2 separate regions of the Sus scrofa genome follow, and region 2 is linked to region 1. The links are chromatin contacts, called in public HiChIP or PLAC-seq maps. All regions are on one chromosome and are shown on one strand. The core of a region is the stretch at or near the end of the contact, and the rest is flanking DNA. Distances in the headings are between cores, read along the strand shown. Region 1 has its middle 330 kb from the start of TRIB2. Region 2 has its middle 67 kb from the start of LPIN1.

Evidence for each region. HiChIP or PLAC-seq counts read pairs in DNA pulled down with a chosen protein or histone mark.
Region 2: an H3K27ac HiChIP or PLAC-seq map of skeletal muscle shows a contact between it and region 1, with 4 times the contacts expected there. The contact joins two enhancer-like sites. A contact is called at or near these places in 1 of 47 Hi-C or Micro-C datasets (embryonic fibroblasts) and 2 of 2 datasets of contacts at active chromatin or transcription factors (alveolar macrophages and skeletal muscle).

The regions. Positions count from the first base shown.
Region 1 is chr3:124,521,233-124,528,438 of Sscrofa11.1, reverse strand. No RefSeq gene overlaps it. Among named protein-coding and RNA genes, the nearest start is that of TRIB2, 330 kb to the right of the region's middle. Within about 2 kb of position 4,383, at least 9 of the 83 cell types and tissues checked have an H3K27ac peak or open chromatin away from gene starts, as enhancers often do. A contact at or near this core is called in skeletal muscle, where this site is marked.
Region 2 is chr3:124,930,931-124,938,136 of Sscrofa11.1, reverse strand. No RefSeq gene overlaps it. Among named protein-coding and RNA genes, the nearest start is that of LPIN1, 67 kb to the left of the region's middle. Within about 2 kb of position 2,781, at least 58 of the 83 cell types and tissues checked have an H3K27ac peak or open chromatin away from gene starts, as enhancers often do. A contact at or near this core is called in skeletal muscle, where this site is marked.

The DNA.
Region 1 (7,206 bases), core at 3,134-5,633:
TCCTTGTGGCTTGACAAAAGCTTAGTGCGTAGTAGTTGCTCATTAAATACTTGTTGCATTTTGGTGACTCATCCAATATATTCACATTAATATTATTGAACACATCTCTCGGCAACCATAGTCTCTCTTTTATGGGCTTTGAAAAGAGAGTACTTCGTAAATATTTCTAATGGCATAATTTCAGGTAAAAGGAGCCTTCCCAGGAAACCTCAATCTTCAATTTCCAGGAAATGGGCAGAGAAATGCTTACTCAGCCTAAATATAAAGATAACGATTTTAGCATCCTTTACAGGGTAGATCTTCTAATTTGAAGTTAGTTCATTAAACAGTTTATTAAGTGTCAACTATTTGTCATGTATAAGACTGGGCACCAAGGGACAGATAAGAAAGTAGAATTTTAAAAATGTCTCAGTTTTAGAAATAACTTAGCCATGCGAATTTTGAAAAGTCACTCACATTTAGTGAGCATCTTTGTTGACGATACTAACCATCCCCTTGTATATCTAAGAGGCTATTATGTGTATCCCATGAGATTTTGGACATGAACTTTATTAATAAACTATAAAAATGTCAGATGAAATAAAGACAGTCATAATCTTTCTTGATGCTTCCTTTCTTTTAATTAACACTGTTTAGATTCAAGGGCTCAAATACCTAATATCTGCATATTTTTTCCCCTGCCTTTCAAAGCAATGGAATAGGTTCAGAACACAGACCTGAGAGCAAGGTTCTATGACGTCACTTTTCTTATCAGTTTCTGCCTCCCTTCAGCACCTATGCTTAGTCCACTGTTAGACAAATAAAGAATATTGTTAGGGAACCATTGAGTGGAAGCCACCAGCCTTGGCCAGGCATCATGAGAACTGCTTGCAAGAGTTGTCTCACAGTAGGTGGTCTTGATAAGGAATGCAGTGCTCCTGCTGAAAACTTACTGGGAGAATTTGGGAGAATCCAAAAGGAGGGAGGAGATGCCAGCACATAATATGTCCGGCCAATATCACAAAAGCCCTGACACCGGAATCCATCTTGGCTGAGAAACACACACGGACAGGAAGGACCCAGAGTCTGATCTAATGTAGGCACAAGCAAGATGATTGGCCAGAGACAACTAGGAAAGCCAACACCATTTCCATAAACCCTGAGTGTGCAAGTCATGTGGCAGAGCGGTTTTCCTGGGTTCCTTCACCCTGCTGCTCTTCGCCCAGGCGCCCCTTCCCAATAAAATCTTTTGCTTGGTCAGGACATGTGTCTTCTCAGACAATTCATTTCTGAAGGTTAGACAGGTCCTGGAAGGGGTCCCCTTTCCAGTAACAGCAAGAACTACATTGTTTGTATTTGTGATGTCTCAGTGAAAATTCTCAGTCACTAATTTTTCCCTTTGTATATATTTGACTTTCAAATTCTTTGCGTTTAAAGATGCTTGATCAGCATTGTATGTCCCTTCTGCATCTTTCCAGAGAAATATTAGTATGGACTATGAAAAATCCTCATAGTTAGCTCCTTTCAAAGCTGGGAGAGACAGTGAGGGTGGTGCGTCCTTGCCTCGTGCTGCCGGGAAAGCCAAGGGACTGAGCGCAGACATGGCCTCATTATGGGTCCGTAGTGGAAGGAGCTTGGCGCTGGGGTCAGGCAGCTCTGTGCGACTTTGGGAGAGTGACTTAATCTCTCTGATCCTGCAGGTCCTCATCTACAAAAGGACGTTACTAAACCTCAGTCACACAATCATTGTAAGACTGGCATAGGAAACAGTATACCTCTGTGCTCTGGGGAGAGGTCCCCCAAAGAGTAAATGCCGATTTGGGGCTGGGATCCCAAACATCTGGATCCCAAACTTTCACCTGCTCCTCTGTAGACTGCTCTTCCTCCATGCACCCAACTTCCCCACACGCTTCAAAATGCTTGGCACGGATTTGGAAGAACAACCTCCCTGCTTTGTCTGTCTCAGAGGGACTTTGGGCCAGAATGAGGCCGGGAACACCTGGATGAGGAGACTAGGTCATTTGCAAACACATTTCTTTTTCATTTAAATTTCTTGCACAGAGATTGGTTAAAGAAATGCATCTCAACTAACTGCATAATAAGAGGCAAATGTAGCTCACTAATTCCCAAAATCTCACTGGGGTGAATACGCATGGACCAGCAAGGACTTAGAGATGAAGGGGCCTTTGCTTTTTATCCTAAATTTGATTAAATAAATCCTCCTGGAAGTTCCTGTTGTGGCTCAGAAGGTGACAAACCCAACTAGTACCCATGAGGATGTGGGTTCCATCCCTGTCCTCACTCATTGGCATTGTTGTGGCTGTGGCGTAGGTCTCAGCCACAGCTCTAATTCAGCCCCTAGCCCGGGGAACTTCCATATGCTGCAGGTACAGTCCCCACCCCCAAATTTAACTAATTAATTAGTTAATTAATTAATCCCCCTCACCACTTCCAAACCTCCTCCAGTTCCATCTCTGCCTGAAGAATTGCGGTCCTTTCTTTTCTGAACAGTCTTTTGCACAGTCTTCCTGGTAGCTGTAAGTTCACCTTTGTTTTTTTCTATGCTTTTACGGGCAGCCTTTTGTGTAGAAAGTTAAGATGAGCCTATTTACACCCAAAGGTTCTTTGGGTGGGGCCTTCCAATATCTCAGTTTGGGTGTTTCAAAACAATTCGTTCTTTGTCGAGAAAAAAGAACGCCCACTTGTACAGGACCTTTATTTCCAGTCTCACCATCCAAAATTGCTTAAATAGCCCTGATAAGGAACGATGATACTGGAACCTGGGTTCTTGTTCATGGCAGTCAGTCAAAGAATGAACTCCTCCAACACACAGGCAGCAAGCAAGCAAAGTCTTTACTAAAGAAAAGCAAACAGCTCCCAGGGCTGCTAGGAGGGAAGAAAAGAGCCCCCCCCCCCATCCTATAGGGATTTTATCTCTTAAAGGTGGGGAGGGGTACCAACATGGGGTCCAGAAAGATGTGGTTTTCTCCCATTGGCCTTGTTCAAATACCTGTATCAGTCCTTGTCCAATAGGGGTTTTAGGGGTGGAAATGTCCCCTAAGTTTTATGGTTTTTTTGTCCTTTTCTTTCCTTAGACTGAGTCACCATTTCTCTCATTCCTTTTCTATCAGTCGAGTGGGCTAGAGATTCGCATTTCCTATAGTAAACAAAGCCTGTGGGGAAGGCGCATTTCCTATAATAAAACAAGGCCTGGGGAGGTGTTACTCTCTGGAGCCCTTAAGCCACAAAAATTTTTTTTTTTTTTTGGTCTTTTCCAGGGCCAAACTCGTGGCATATGGAGGTTCCCAGGCTAGGGGTCTAATTGGAGCTGTAGTCGCCAGCCTACGCCAGAGCCGCAGCAATGCCATGTTGGAGCCGTGTCTGTGACCTACAGCACAGCTCACCGCAATGCTGGATCCTTAACCCACTGAGCGAGGCCAGGGATCAAACTCGCAACCTTACGGTTCCCAGTGGGATTTGTTAACCACTGAGTCATGATGGGAACTCCTTAAGTCACAAATGTATCAGTATCCATATCAAAGAATGTAGTGGAGCCCATGCTCCTACACTGACCTCCTGAGTTAATATTCTGCCTCAGCACCAAAGGGTAGAAGCCAGGTCAGTCACCCACTGTGGCTCCGAACTCCTCAGGTCACCTTTCCTGTCTTCAGTTCATTTCTCAGGGTGCTGAAAGAGAAGGCAGGGGACACAGAGACATCTGAACAGATAGCTGTGGGGCCACTATGGAGAGGTGAGTGCCATTTGCATGGGTCCCCCACCACCCTAGTCTGAGGTCGTCCCCTAAGGCTGTTGTAAGGTGTGGACCTTGAACTTCATTTTGCTGATGGGGAAGCAGCGTGTAGGAGAAACGGGGCTTGGTACCCTGAGGTCAGGGACTGTGTTGATTTTTTCTCTCTGCCTTTGGCTGGAGATCCATAAATATCTAATCAATGAATACTTGTATTGGTAAAGATTTGCTCTATTTGGTGCTATTTGCTTTTCCAGAATGAGATAAATATCCAGGAAACTGAAAAATGATGCCCTTTACTGTTAATGAAATTGAACAGTCCAGTGTGTGGGGATCTTTCTTCTGACCTCATTGTTTATAAGCAACGTCAAAGGGTGGGGCGGGGGTGAGGGTTTTATGTTGGGAGCAGCATTCTGGATAGAGCCAGGGGGGCATCCTGGGTTCCCATCAGTAAATTTTATATTGGAGGTCTGGTTTCTAAAGCGCTACATGAAACCAGCTCTCACGGTGCTGCCAAGGCTGGGACATGAGGGACTGAGGTCCCCTTGTTCGGAGAGGATGAGTTTTGTCAAAAGAGGATGAATAGCTCTTGCTTTGGCTCCAGCAGCCTCCTGCCTATAGAAGTGTTTTCCTTCACTCTGGCTAAGGCTGAGCTTCATTTCAGAGAGGCATAAACAAGTCTGAAATCCTCAGGGGATCTGGCACAGGAAAATGAAGTCATTTTACATTTGCGGCGTGATTCAAATTGGAATTGCACGGCAGGATGCTGGAGTTCTTTGTTTAGTTCTGGGCTTCAGGGGCCCAGTTTTCTCCAGCTTCCTGGATGGAGGAAGTGGATACGTATGGAATACCCATTTGCATTAGATAGTCTTCAAGGTTCTTTTCCCTCACTAAAACATCCAGCCTAGCTTTGACATTTGGCTCAATAAAAGGCAAAACAAGGAGCCATTGAGTCTCTGCAAGCAGGACTGACTTCATTCACCATCCGCCCCGGTGTCATGGGGACAGGGCTTAAATTCCTTCCCCAAAGGAAACGCACACAACTCTTACTTCATCCGGCTGGGGGGAGGGGATATAGGAAACACCTATGAAACTGTCTTTGGGCTTCGGACTCAAGGACCCCAGACAGAGAAAATAGGGATGCTAACCTCTCCAGAGCCCCCCTCTTCCCCATTTGCTCACAGGTGGTTTATTTTGGACAGCAGTAGCATTGAACTCAGCCTCTGCTCACTGCTGCTGAAAAGAAACGCAGAGACAGGGTTTGGGGCAAAGGAGAGAAAACTGCTTCATTGCTTTGCCAGGCAAAGGAGGGTCACAGCAGGGTAATGCCTTACAGACTGTGCCCCCCTTGGAAGAGATTGGGAGGTGGTTTTATAGTTTGGGAGTGAAAAATAGGGCCATTGATAAGGATCAGGGTGGATGAGAGCTTGCATTGTTTTTCAAAGCTGGTGTTTAGGTGGTCCCAGGATTGGCTCTGAAGATCCTTCTTTAGGAATGAAGACTCTGCATCATCATCTTCCATTTGTTGGGGGTTTCAGTTCTGTGGAATAACTCAAAGATATTGTTATCCATATTCCTTGAGGAAGAACCAAGACCCTGCCCCAAGGCTGCACTATTGTCACTTGACTGTTCCTTCCTGGTCTCTGCATCCCCTCCCTTCCCTGATTAGCAACTGACTGAACCTGCTTTTTGGAACTCAATGAATGTCCTGGAGACTGAAGCCCATTCCTCAATAACAAGAAATGGGGGACTCAGAAAAGCTTGTTTACCCAGGAGCCCCACAGTACCCTGCTCGTTTAAGCTTCTGAATTTTCCTTGATGGGCTGGTACCTCCCAGGTTTCTCATTTCCCTCCCTGTAGACTTACACAATAGCTGCTACCTCTACATTCTCTTTTCTTCCTGCTGCCATGTCTCTGCATCCCAGTAGGGTGAGTGTGACTCCCACTTTACAGAGAGGGGTGTGAAGTGCAGAAACAGTGAGCATCTCAGGGTGCAGCTGGTAATGCAAGGAGCCATCTCTCGTTGGCTTCCCCAAACTCCCCGCACTCATGCCACCCCATCATGATATGCATGGAAGTTTACAGTTCTTCATTTTGTACCAAAGGTTAGCCCAGCTGTCTTTGTCAGTTCGGGTTATCAACAAAATACCATTGACTGGTTGGCTTAACCAACAGACATTTACTTCTCACACCTCTGGAGGCTGGGATGATCAAGGTCAAGGTACCGGCAGATTCAGTTCTTGGTGAGGACCTGCTTCCAGGCTGATAGACAGCCACCTTTCTGCTGTGTGCTCATCTGGCTTTTCCTCTGTGTGGAGAGCAATAAGGGGAACTGTCTCTCTCTTCCTCTTCTCAGAAGGGCACTCATTCCATCATAAGGGTCCCTACTCTGATGACCTCACCTAACCCCAATCATGTTCCAAAGACTCCATCCCAAATACCATCACATTGGGGTTTAGGGCATCTAGAGATGAATTTTGAGGGGGATAAAAGCATCTGGTCCATAACATCAACCATTTGTGTTTCTTTCTTTTTCTGTTTTTCAATCATCCTTTGGAAATAGGAACTTGGCCCATGTTCTCCCTGGATGCATTAGACAGTGTCCCCATGGACCATCCAATGCAGGATATGTTTCTTCAGACTCATACAAAGCCGAAATGTGTTACTAAGCTCAAAGTACTTTTCTTGCCCACTAGGTTGTTCCAGAAGTATTTTGTTCTTTTGCTCCCAAACATCAACTTGCTTCAGCTCTCTCCATCCTTCTCCCAGAATGCTGAGCAGATCTTCAGGCAAACAGAGTCCTTGTCTACCTTGGTTAAGCCAGGCTAATGGAAATGAACTTGTAGATAGGACTCTCCCTTTGCCCGGTTGTAATATCTTGAGGTTGAAGACTGCTGCTCAGAGAATTTGGATAAACTAACTTCTTCTCTAAATATCTGCTTATCCACACAGCAGAAGAAGCAGCAGGAAATAATTCTGCCTTTTCTCCTTTCAAACCCTAAACCTTAGATATGCATTTGAGCACAAATAATCTAATTTTGGAGAGCCAAAGGGCAAGGAAGGCTAACAAAAAGCTGACTTTTTCAAATGAAGCATCATTGTGCTTGTGTAGCCACACAAACAGTCCCAAATGGCATCCTGTTCCAAAAGAGTCCAGATGCTTTTTTAGATGTAAAATGAGTTGGTGGCTGGCTGTTCCAAGTGCCTGTGTGCAGAATTTTCCTCTGGAAGGGACAACCATGGAAAGGCTGAGCCATGGTGCCCCAGCATTGCCCTTTGGAAGCTGAAATGTCACTGGCCACACACACAAAAAGAGAAAGATCCCTTTACCTTTTGCATAATCTAGGCCTGTGGTTTAGAAGAGAAATTATTTATTTAGATCTCTCCTGCCTCTCAATTTTGCATTAAGCAAATTCAATCTATTTAATGAAGATTTGGTAAGAACATCCTTGGGTCTGGGTTGTGTTATGGACACAGTA
Region 2 (7,206 bases), core at 1,532-4,031, 410 kb before region 1:
CTCTCCTTCCTGTTTCTGACCCCCTTTGTCAGCTCCTGCCGCAGTGGAAGGGGGTGGCAGCTGATGAGGGTCACTGCAGTTGTCGAAGGCCTTGGGGCCCACAGGGAACCAGGACTCTCGAGCAGACAGACGTGGGCCCTGGAGGGCCGTGAGCCCCAGATGGCCACCTGGGGGCGCAATCCGGTTCGATTTGGCAGCCCAGCCTTAGAAAACCTAGTCCTGGCTTGACAGAGGCCCCTCCCTGTAGTGCTGGCTTTGGAGACCAGCCAGGTGTGTTGGGGGGCTCATGGGGAAAGAAAGGGGTAGCTTACAGGGATGCTTTGGGTACCAATGCAGTCGACGGGGCTCAAGGTCAAACAGGACTAATCAGCTGGGAGGAGAGAGAAGTGTGTGCATATTTGTGCTCAGATCTAAGAAGCGTTTAGAACCGTGGTTCTCAAAGTGTGTCCTGAGGCTTGAAGCTCCTGCATCAGAGAACTGGTGAGCAGGGTAAGCTCCTAGGCTGGACACTGGGCCTGCTGAATCAGACTGGGCGTGGGGTCCAGATCGTGTGCTAATACATCCCCCCGCCCCCGGATGCGGATGCACACCCAAGCTCCAGAGGACACACCTGAGGCCCGGGTCCTGTTCCCAAAGGCCTGCTTCTGGATGCAGCAGCTGACACTTTAACCCGGCCGAGTCAGGGCGACAGAAGGAGCTGCTGCAGGAGCGGGGCGGCCCTGGAAGCCCAATACAGTGGCTCGACGGAGTCACAGGGTCCTGAGCTTTTGACACACCACTGCCAGCTGGGCCACCTTCCTGAGCATCTCAGGATCCGCTGGTCCTGGCTGGGAGCGGATTCTGCCTGGGACCAGGCGACCAGGCGTGTGTAGGGGCATACCCGGGCTGTGCCCAGATTTCTGATGGCTCCCTTCCTCCCTTAGTTGTGGGAGCCTTGAGGTGCTGTCCTGATGCCAGGGACCTTTTCACGGGTGCAGGAAGTCCATTCAGCCTGCATTGCTTTTAATGAGTTTTGCAAGCAAGCGGCCTCTTCCGGTGACTCATTCTGCCTTTTGTGCACCGGAGGTTGTGGTTTTCAGTTTCACTTTGGAAAGTAACCACCAGTTGGGCTGCTTTCTCCGGGGCTGGAATCCGAACAAGTTACATTCATTTTGCAACAAAGAAATGTAAATGTAGGAGCGCCAGTCATATTTCTGCTCTGATTGTAAAAACATCCTTTTCCGAGATGGATGACAGAGCCAAGCTAAGAAGAAATGGTTTATATTTGCAAGTAACACATTCATTTGGGAACTTTATATTTTTCCTTTCAGAGCAGTCTGATAGGTTTGCTTTTATTCCTTTGTCTTCTTGATTCAGAATTCGAGGATATCCTAAAAATAAACAGAGCCTGTTGATTGAGTGAAGGAGTCAACCTTTGATTTATTCAAGGAGGTTTAGTTCTGGACAAAAGTTCGTGTTCTTGTCTTCATGCGGCGTACACAGGATGATAACAGAGATAATTTCTTACACAGCAAAACTGTTTTCATTGGGACTTTCCACAGAAATCAAGTTACGGTGTCCGAATAGGTGAATTTCTTAGAATTAGAGAGAGGCGTGAGTGGACATATGCTTCCCAGCACTTTTTTTCTCCAAATATTGCAGTGATCTCCTTTAGTGCGATGCTGAACTAAATGATTTTCACCTGCTTTTATTTAAATACTCATCAATAGGAGTTCCCATCGTGGCTCATCGGTAACGAACCCAACCAGTCTTCCTGAGGATGCGGGGTCCATCCCTGGCCTCGCTCAGTGGGTCGGGGATCTGGCGTTGCTGTGGCTGTGGTGTAGACCTGTGGCTACAGCTCCAATTCAACCCCTAGCCTGGGAACTTCCCTATGCTGCAGGTGCAACCTGAAAAAGACAAAAAAAAAAAAAAAAGAAAGAAAGAAAGAAAAAAACATCACTACAAAGCAATAGCCTTTATATGATAATAAAACCAAAATGCATTTAAAATTAAGTGCACATAAAACTATAGCACCAATGAAATTCAAATTAACATGAATGTGGTGAAAAACGTTGCTGTTTAAAGCTATTGAGACAATGCTGGATTGGGGTTTATAATAGAGGTATCTGTGTTTTGTTTCTTTTGTCAGCTTGATTCTTTTGGGTTTCAAACAAGGTGGATCACCATTTAGACCTCTGATTTCTACAAAATACAGAAATGAGGAAGTTCTTATTACCCATTTCCATCTCCACGGACTGCTAAAGGGCTGTTGCAGATTCTTCCAACAGGGTAATGTGCCCTCTTGTCTGATGGGATGAGTGTGACAATGCGGACTTATGTGTTTAGCCAAGGGTCCTGAGACTCCACTGTCCTAGATTCTGTTGGAAGTGCCATCACGTTTTGGTTTGGACATCGTGTGACGTCACTTGGTACTTCAGGCACCCGCACACGTGGGGGACGGGTCTGGGATCCCCATCCCCCTTCTCTGCTCAGGATTCTGGAGCGCAGCTGAATCGAAAAGGCACTTGTGGGTCAGCCTGTTCCCCAAAGTGACAGAAGTTACGGAAGTTGCCTGAGGTTACAAATATCTCTTTTCACGCCCCAAACTAAAAACTTCCTCCTGCCTCTGGCTCTGTGAAAGCGGAGGCCTCCTGAGTCCTCTTGTTAACAAAAACTTCATGTGCCCAATGCACAGTGAGGCCAAACAAACCGAAACAGACCAGGTGACTCGTGCTCAAAAACCCCGAAGTCCCCCACGGTGTTTTGCGGGCAAAATTTGAGTGCTGGCTGCAGGCGGTGTGACTTTCTTCTGATTGGTTGGTGGTGACGTCACAGGGCGGTGCTCCAGGAATCCCGGCTTGGCCGGAAGTCGCCATCCTGCACCTGGGAGGGGGCCGAGTTCCTGCCCCCGAGTTCAAAAGAGGTTGTTCCCTACCTCCCCCTCTAATCGCCGCACTGTCACTTCTTGATTGTTCCTCCTTTGTTTCTGCATTCCGGGCCCCAAGTAGTCCTGCTGGGTTTCAGCTTTTCGTTTTGCTTTGCTTTTTTGGCCACCCCTGAGGAATAGGGAAGTTCCTGCGCCAGGGATCAAATCCGAGCTTTTTGTGGCAGGAAGGGGGACCCCTTCCAGGGCCGGAGTGTGGGCTCTCATCTGAGGAGACACGTGTGTGACAGAGCAAAAGACTTTACCGAGAAGGGGCGCCCGGGTGGGGGTGGGGGGAACCCAGGGGAACTGCTCTGCCACGTGGCTGGCAGTCTCAGGGTTTAAGCTAATGGGGTTAATTTCCGCGGGGTCTCTGGCCAGTTCTCTTCCTCGGCTCATACCTGAGCTGACTCAGGGTCTGATTCGGTGGCTCGTGTGGCTCTCGGTGGAGACGGATTCTAGCGCCAAGGATTCTGGGAGTTGGGTCATCTCTGCCCAGACTCCTTCCGCAGGAGGTGGTGTTAGTTCTCTGTATTCCTTATTGGCATCTCCTGTTGTGAGGTAACTCCTACTGTTGATCATTTTCATGCCTGGACAAGGGTGGACAGTTTCTGTCAAAGGTCGCCGAAAAGTACCTTCGATCTATGTCACAGCTGTGGCAATGTCGGATCCTTAACCCACTGCGCCGGGCGAGGGATTGAACCAGCAAAACCTCAGGGACAAGTTGGGTCATTAACTCACTGCACTACATCGGGAACTCTGGTTTCAGTCTTAACAAGGTGCCTGAGCCCCTGGGAAAGGCAGAGAACCTGCGCCCCATCCTGTGGCTGAGACCCGGCCATCATACCTGCCAGAGGGAACAGCTTCACCTCTTCCCCAGCCCCCTCCTGCCATTCTCACAACTCGTGAAGGGTTTGTCTGATAGGCTATATGCTTTAAGGGAGGCGAGTGGGCAATTCTGTTTCTAGGAAGCCAAAGCTATTTTGAAACTTCTAAGGATAGTTTTGAAAGGGAAACTCCTCTGACTCAGCCTAAACCAGATTGGGACTTGAACCCATGGTTTTTTTCCACTAGAATCACTCTCCTGGTGTCTCGACTTGCTGAGGCTCAGGTTCTTTGCGTCTCAGCACAGAAGGAATTCAGCAAGAGACAAAATGACTGGCAAGAAATAGATTTATGAAGACAGGATGCTTGTGAGGGATATAAATGCAGGCAGACAAGAAGGCTCCACCTCGAGGATTAGGTGAACTACATTTTTATAATCCAGGGAACGTGGGAAGAGGGGAAAAGACCGCCTTTCTCATACTTCAAGCAGATGTCAGGCTTACATTACTAGTTCCTCCTTCGTATTGGGTAAGAGAGTATTTGACCCTGTGAGGTCAAACTAGGGCTGTCCTGGTGCTTATTTAGATCAGCAGAGGGGTGGTAACATATGCTAAGACCTGTTGAACTGCCTCAGGTTTCTGTATAATGAGGGAGGTTTCCTACTTTGGAAGGTCATCTCTCCCTTAAATTCCTGTCCTTGTCCTAAGGGTCATTATCTTGCTGAACTGGAACGCGGGCCCCACTTTATCTTTCACTTAATGCCCCGAGACATATCCCGTGCTCTCACTTAGGGTTTTGTAGTTAAACAACCCCACTTCGTCCCCCGAAGTTCTGATGAATTAAGTGATTGATTCTCGAGGGATTATTAACTTACAGTGGTCTCCCAAAATTCCCTAGGTTTCCTTCTCTATCCATGGTCCCCTAAGGGGACTTTTATTTTTTTAGGGCCACACCTAGTAGTTCCCAGGCTAGGGGGTCGAATTGGAGCTACGCCACAGCCACAGCAACACAGGATCCCAGGCAGCGGATCTGCGACCTGCACCTCAGCTCAGAGCCATGATGCTGATCCTTAACCTGCTGAGCAAGGCCAGGGATCGAACCCTTGTCCTCATGGATGCTAGTCAGGTTCGTTTCCCCTGAGCCACAATGGGAACCCCTCCTACTGGGGCTTCTACAACTACCCGTGTAACCATCCTACTCCATCCCTATCGCTTCCTAGGAAGACTCCCTGATGCAGACATTGGGGCAGGGAAGCTGAGCAGCCCCCAGATCTTCGGGGTCTGTTCCAAGTCACAGGGCACCTGGAGAAAAGATGGGGGAGGAATCTTACCTTGATCTCTGAAGGAGTTCCCATCGTGGCGCAGTGGAAACGAATCAGACTAGGAACCATGAGGTTGCGGGTTCCAACCCTGACCTCGTTCAGTGGGTTAAGGATCCGGCGTTGCTGTGAGCTGTGGTGTAGGTCGCAGACGTGGCTCAGATCCTGCATTGCTGTGGCTGTAGTGTAGGCTGGCAGCTATAGCTCCAATTAGACCCCTAGCCTGGGAACCTCCATGTGCCATGTGTGCGGTCCTAAAAAGACAAAAGACAAATAATAATAATAATAATAATTCAATAATCTTGACCTCTGGAGGTGAATGGGAGCTTGGGTGACATCTCTCTCACTCAGGCTCCCAGCTCCTCACCCCTTCAACACCCGGTGAACGAGAGGGCTCCAGACCTGGGTTCCTGCAATACCCCTGACATCCTCTGGGGGGCAGGGTGGGGGTGGGGAGGACAATGGCATTGACTTGGCCCTCAGAGGCAGCCTGGCTTCCTCTGCCAGCAGCAGCAGCAGCAGCAGCAGCAGCAGCTGGACTTTGCCGTGAGCATCATTTTACAGCGATGTAAAATCATCAGCTAATGTACAAAGACTGAAATTCAGATGCCAGGCATAATTTAGGGCTGTCAATGTCCAACGTATGAAAACGTGAGCCTCTGAAAAGGGCAAACAAGAAAACTGAGCGGGTCCTGCCTGACCGTGAGAGGAGCTCACCCATGCTTGTGAATAAAGCATGGCTTTTTGGAAGCAGTTTGCTTGTGTATAGCTGACAGGCCTGTTTGTATTGATAATAGAAGTGTTTCCATACTGCGTTCTGGGGAAGTTATTCTGGCTTACACACGACTTGAATTTTATGCTCCCTAGAACAGCCTGTTTGTGGCCTATCAAACGTATGTGCTACATTTGCTTTAATTATGAAAGAAAAGGGCACAATGACCAGAAGGAAAGAATGGCCATTTTAAGAATAAAGATTAGGAGTTCCCACTGTGGCACAGTGGGTTAAGAACCCTACTGCAGCGGCTTGGGTTGTTGCCGAGGCGTGGGTTCGGTTCCTGGCCCCGTGCAGTGGGTTAAGGATTTGGTGTTGCTGCCGCTGAGGCTCGGGTTCAATCCCTGGCTGGAAAACTTCCATATGCTGTGGGTGTGGCCATAAAATTAAATAGACAAACAAACAAATAAAAGATTAAATACGTCCCTTCCTGGGACACCAACGCTGGTACCCCTAGGTTGCTAATCCTCCCTTCCCAGGTGCCGAGGCCATGCTGACTCACTGTGTACATTCGGGTCTGGTTTTTTGGTTTTTGGTTTTGTTTTGAAACTTGAAGAGCTGCATCCCCAACTTGTTTAATGTTGAAAACCACGCTGCCCCAGAGCAGTTTCTTAGAATCGTACGGAAGCGGGCTTCCGGGCTGTAGTTCTCAGTCTGGTTCAGATACGACTCTTTTCGATTCTTTCTATAGATTGCTTATTGATTATTTTCATTGACAACACATCTATAGAAGCAAGCTGTCTGAGGTCACCGCTCCACCCGTGTGCTGAAAGACCGCATTCCCAGGAACGCATCTCTGAGCATCGTGTTCCCGTTGTGGCATCCTGGCCCCTCCTTGGCTCCCTGGCTTGCCCTCCTCACCCCTCGGAGGGTCTCTGACATCCCTAAGGCCCGGGGTACACCTCACTTTCCCATACCCTCTGCCATGGCTCACGCGAAGCTCAGGATGGCTTGGCTGTCGCCGGCCAGTCATTGGATCCATCCCAACTTGCTGAGCAAGACTGAGCTGGGCCAGCAACAGGTTCAACTCTGTGCCCTGCATCAGGACATGCTCTTAGGCTTCTTTTCCAAACCAACTACCGCAATGCCTGGCACCTCGTTTGTGCCCAGAAAGGGCATTTGAAACCATGTGGACTGTCCTGCTTTTCAGTCTCTCCTTGGGGCCACCAGGGCCACATGCGTTTCTTCCTCTGTGAAGGGGAGGGCGTTGTTTTCCCCGGTGGCTCCATGTGGTTGCCGTGAAGCAGTAACGGCAGAGGATAACGGACTTGTCTGTGCTTTGAACATGGCACAGCTCTTTTTTTTTTAATCATTGCCTGTTTCAGATCATTTTTTTACTTTTATTACCTCATTTTATTGAGGAGAAAATAGACATTCAAAGTAACT